2 separate regions of the Hordeum vulgare genome follow, and region 2 is linked to region 1. The links are chromatin contacts, called in public Hi-C maps. All regions are on one chromosome and are shown on one strand. Each heading gives the region's core, a stretch centred on a gene start, on an enhancer-like site or on the middle of the called end of the contact. The rest is flanking DNA. Distances are from core to core; before and after follow the strand shown.

Region 1 (2,681 bases), core at 59-2,558:
CGTCTTCTTCCACGGCGATCGTTCACCACCTGGCTTGCACGGACGTACCGGGGGCCTCTCGGAAGAGTCTCACGGCTAAGGATGGGTCTAGATTCTGTGGGAGCTCCGCGAGATTTTTTCCGTGCCAAGGGTTGAGAGAGCACCACATGATAGATTTGCCCAGTGTCGTGGAATGCGCACCACGATAAAGGCTTGTATTCTTTTTGCCTTCACGCATTACCGGGCACCAGTTTTGGAGGGTCCTAGTTTAGATTCTGATCTTCTCTGGCAATACATTGTGAATGGTCATGATATATCCCTCTCTGTCTTCCACAGAAAACAATTAAACAAGAGATTGCATTTATATACACCACGGCAAACTCATCAAAGTGATGGATGAGTGCCGTCGCCAACAAGCAGGCTACCTGAGATCGAATGCGCCGGAGCTGTCAGACGTGGCAAGGGGGTTAGGTGCTGGACCCACAGCCCCCTATTTGGATTGAGTATAGTCAAATTTCATGTCCTCATGAATTTATTGGCGATATTCCACGTATGGTCAGTACGAGAAGCGGAAGGGCCGGGTCGCGACTCTCCTCTCCTCTCGATTTGGTCAACTTGATCAACTAGTTGAGTTGAGCGGAAAATAAAGCTGATGATTACGTTTCCACTAGCCCACGACGACACATGTGGCGCACCATGGGTTGACAATTCCCACCATTTTATAGAGAGAAAATGGCATATGCAGGACCGTCCGGCGCCACGGAACGGTCAGAAAATCTGGACCTGACCGCGTCGATCCCACCGGAGCACCGGTGAGGTACGTAGCTTTTTTTTATGGAAAGCAGCTGCTGAGGTATACGTACGTAGCTGGACCGCGCCACACGGCGCGTCTCCCCGTCAAAGCTGGGGGGGCACCACGGTCCGCCCCCCACATGGAACACAACACACGGCCCGTCTATCTGGAAGGAATCGAACCCATCGTCTCCATGACATGTACTGCCACCATATCGACGGATCACGGATGGATACAGCTCGATCGCTAGCTAGCTTGCGGCGCGTGTAAAACTCTTCGGCTCCGGCGCGCCCGCCCGCTGGACGCGGAGCCAGTGCGGTCGGTTGGTGCAACGGAGCCGCGGTCGCGGCAGGATCGGTCGACCGGTTCCCTCCGCCCGCGCCAGGCCACGCGCTGGCCGCTGTAGCTGCTAGGCAAGGTCTCGACACGTCTCGTGCGTGTCGTGCGTGTGCATGCCGGATGTGGGAGGAGTGCAGGGGACTACTACTAGCACTACGAGTCTACGACGGCGCATTTAACTCTCTATGGGTCGGTTGTCCTTGGCGTCGCGTGGGAACCGGGAAGGGGCGGCGCGCGGGATCGGGCGAAGGCTTGCCAGGCAGCAGCGCGCGGCCGACGCAAGCGTGCCGGTTGGTTACTCACGTACTCATGGGCGTACGTACGTCTGGCGATGCGCACACGACACAGCACGCCATGCTTGCGCAAGCTTCTAGCATGTTTGTAGAGGGAAAGAGCGCATGACGCCTGCTTCTGTTCTGTTAGACCATCTTCAATGGTCGTATGATCATCGTTGGTAAAATTGTCGCTTGATGACATGTCACATAACAAAAGAAGAGAGAGAATGAAACTGTATGAACTTAAAGCAACGGTTCATGCACAAGCTCCGAAGCAAATATGATTATTTCTTCAACATTTAATGGACCCACTTAGTTATTTTACATACAGTTAACATACACTCTATTGAAGAGCTTGTAAGATGTGTTGTTGGTTGATGATGTGAACACTTATACCACCGATTGAACATACGGACGGTTGGAGATGCTCTTATCCCATGTGGGCTAGCATGTTTTCCATAGGGAAAGAGCGCACATCGCGCGGAGGATACTGCATAGCAGGGCCGGCTCTGGCCCTAGGCGAACATGGGCGACGTCCAAGGGCCCATGTTTTGGGGGAGGCCATCATTACATATGTATAAGTATACGTGCTGCTATATGGGTTGAAAAAAAAAACTAAAGGCTTGAAGCCTAAAGATCAAGTCCTGATCGTGATCGGGAGACTTGTACGCGCTGCTTGTACCTACACGATTGATCCACCGATCAATCGTCCAGCCACCCAGAAGCCAGAAAGGCAGAAACGCCTTACGCCTGGTTGTTTCGACGCCTCGGCCTCCTGCCTTCGCCGCCCTTGAAGCCCCTGTGCCTGTGCGCCGCGCCCGAGGACTGCAGTGGAGATCGGCAGATCACCCAGGCTGGATCCTTGCCCTTGGATAGCCTATTCGCGCTCCTCTGCTTTACTCATGGTTTCAGCATAAAGGTATGATCTATCATCTGATATTGGCCTAGTGCCCTAATTCTTTTGATCAGTTGAGCTAATAATTCTTTGGAAATTGCAACCTTAGGTGTTCCAATGCTGTCGAAACAGAAGTCCAGCTGCAGTAAGTGATGCTCAATCTTTGTTCAATGCACTTGGGAAATTAGAGACTTTAGTTGGTATGGTTATTTGGCATGATATTCTATTTTCTGCCAATATGGTGAGCAAAAAGTTACAGGAAAAAATTGTGTGCATCGATGCTACTCTGAACACATTGAAGGAGTCATTTCATATTTTGAGAAGTACAAAGATGAAGGCTTCTATTCTAATATTGAGAGTGCCAAAGTTATTACAGAAAATATGGACATAGAGCCAAAAT
Region 2 (2,681 bases), core at 68-2,567, 260 kb before region 1:
AATTAGGAATAGAATTAGTACATAAATCTGAATCGAAGATAATACTCCTACTGATGATGAAGAACTACAGTACTCAATTAGGAATAGAAACGAACCCGGAATATAACTTGGATATGCTCACCAAGGTGGAGAAGGGAATATATGTGGAAACTTGGCATCCTATCATTCTCCACCTCGTATGCATATCAATTTGTGTTGTGAATTGTGCCGTCTGACACGTATTTATTGGTGCGAGACATTACTACTTAAGACAAAGTATGCTTTCCATCTACTTTTTCAGATGCATTTATTGACAATTTCCTTTGTAATTTCCCGTCAAAAGACTGGGGCGTATAGATGTTTGATGAAATCGCGTAGACAAGCAACAATATATTCCCTCACTTTTTCTGCGGAGAGCATCAAATTGACATGACAAAAGGGAAAAAAGAAGAGACAGAATTAAGCTAGTAACAATTATATTATCTCTTTACACTTGGATCATAATTTGTCGTCGTCATCAACATCGAATTCGTCCTCCGGCCGATTCTCCCAGCACAAACCAAACCAATCGAGAACAGCCATAACAACCCAACACCGAATTGAAGATGGAGAGCGGAGGGGCGAAACAAACCAGCCAGCTAGCACCTAGCATACGGGAGAGAACTACTCAACCAACCAACCCTAAAGAAACAGCAAGAAGAAGCGAACCCCTCGATGGATCCACGGGTCAGGCGCGGAAGCAGCCGACGAAGCGCGGCAGGTGGAGGTGGCCGTGGGAGTGGGCGGTGGTGGCGCCGCAGTCGAGGTCGACGAGCTGGTGGCCCTGCACGCCGAGGTCGCGGTCGATGAGTTGCTCGACGTGGACGAAGCGGTCGACGCGGCAGGGGATGGCGATGGCGCCCTGGTGCCTGAAGCCGTACTCGCGCTCGGCCTCGTCGAGGAGGGCCCCGAAGAGCGGGTGCTTGAGGTGGTCGAGCGGCACGGCGAAGCGGCGCTGCTCCTCCCCCTCGGCCCCCACGCGCACCGTCACGCACCCCTTGGGCGCCACCATCTCCGCCCTGTGGTGCTGCTGCTGCTGCCTGAGGTGCATCGGATCGATCGGAGGCGAGGACCGGACGAGGGCTTCTGGTGAAGAAGGAGGAGGGGAGAGGGAGATCGGTCGAACTCGAGAGGGTTAGGAAGAGAAGGGCCAGGGGTCGGAGCTGGAGATGGCGAGGCGGAAGACGGTGAGGGAGGAGTCGCGGAGGGAGGTGGGCACGTTGGACATGGTTGGTTTCCCTTGTTTTGCTGTGGTGATGGTCGTTGTTGGCGAGGAAGAAGAGGGGGAGGTTTGGGAGGCGAGGGAGCCCCCCTTTTATAGCGGCCCAGGCCAGGAGCCCCCGGCGCGGCGCGGTGCGGGGTTGGTAACCTGGCACGCGCTGGCCGTTCCCTTCCCGTGCCCGTCCCGTCTCCGTTACCCGAGCGAGCCCGGACCCGTGGAGACGCGACCGACCTCGCGTGGGCGGTGTTTCTTTGGGCAGAAGGAAGGAAGGAAGGAAGGGGAGGGTGGTCAGGTCAGGTCAGGCCGGGGGTGCGCGTGGTTGCGGTTGCGGTTGCGGTTGCGGCCAGGGGCGGCCGGTCTGGGTTCAGATGAGGATGCAGGCCTGGCGGTTACGATTTGCTTGGCTCGGTCTTGGGACTCTCGATATCATTTTTTTTTTTGAGATCTCTCGGTTTGTTATTGTTTTCTCGCGTGTACTATTTGGTTTCTCTCTCTCGGTTTGGGGTTGACTTGGCTACGGGGAGGAAGAGGAAGAGGAGGTGGCCGTATGTATGCTTGGGATCCAATCGACGGGTTCGTTCGAGGTGGATAATAACGGAGAAGGATATTCTTCTCTGGCATATAACGGTTCGGCCGGATTCTTTGGCCGAGACGCTGAGGTATTCGTTCGTTCGCTCGCTCGCTCGCAAAGTTTGCAAGTTGACCGGAAATATTCTATGCAGGCGTCACCAGCTGTACCGGATTCAGACACTTGCGTATGTATTGTATGACAAAAGTCCGCTCTGAATTCTCATGTATCTTACGCTCTTATTGCTGCCCCCGGTCTCTAGAATAGTATTAATAATAATATTTATAATAAACACGATCTCAAACAAAACCATAACAACCCGACGGCGGTGAAGGCAAATGGTGCCGGCCGTGGCATCTATGTTTCCTGATCGAGCGCACAGCGGTAATCACGGGGCTATGAAGGAAACAGTTTACCTTGCACTAAGATACGCGATGGGTCCACGTTGCCGTACCTAGGGTTCGTCCGCCAGTCGTGTTGACCGGCTGCTCTAAATACTATTTTTCCCGATCTCTTAATCCGGGTTTTCTCTCTTTCACTGGTCGCTTGATTGGTGTTTTTTTTAATATTTTAATCTAAGATCAGGTTACGTCGTCCATCGCCATCGTCGACACATGCGCACCTCTACTTCAACAACGATGCGACCCCGGCCTCTTCTTCAACCGGAGGCCTCTTCTTCAACCAGAGGGCCTCGCGCACCCCGTGGACCCATCGCGTATCTTAGTGCAAGGTAAACCGTTTCCTTCATAGCCCCGTGATTACCGCTGTGCGCTCGATCGGGAAACATAAATGCCACGGCCGGCACCATTTGCCCGACGGCGGTCATGGAGACCGAACTCCCCGAAGGCGGCGTGTGGGGCGGAAGCGGCGGGC

The links. A called contact is a pair of places that touch in the nucleus more often than the background predicts.
Region 2: a Hi-C map of leaf shows a contact between it and region 1, with 4 times the contacts expected there. The contact joins the promoter of LOC123410425 here to the enhancer-like site in region 1. A contact is called at or near these places in 3 of 6 Hi-C or Micro-C datasets (leaf and seedling) and 1 of 1 datasets of contacts at active chromatin or transcription factors (embryo).

The regions. Positions count from the first base shown.
Region 1 is chr1H:332,115,433-332,118,113 of MorexV3_pseudomolecules_assembly, reverse strand. No RefSeq gene overlaps it. Among protein-coding and RNA genes, the nearest start is that of LOC123410416, 29 kb to the right of the region's middle. Within about 2 kb of position 1,308, at least 2 of the 3 cell types and tissues checked have open chromatin away from gene starts, as enhancers often do. A contact at or near this core is called in leaf and seedling, where this site is marked.
Region 2 is chr1H:332,375,711-332,378,391 of MorexV3_pseudomolecules_assembly, reverse strand. LOC123410425 (auxin-responsive protein SAUR32-like) reads right to left here and starts at 1,317. Exons shown (of 1, transcript XM_045103370.1): 1 at 439-1,317. The coding sequence starts at 1,069. The coding sequence ends at 707.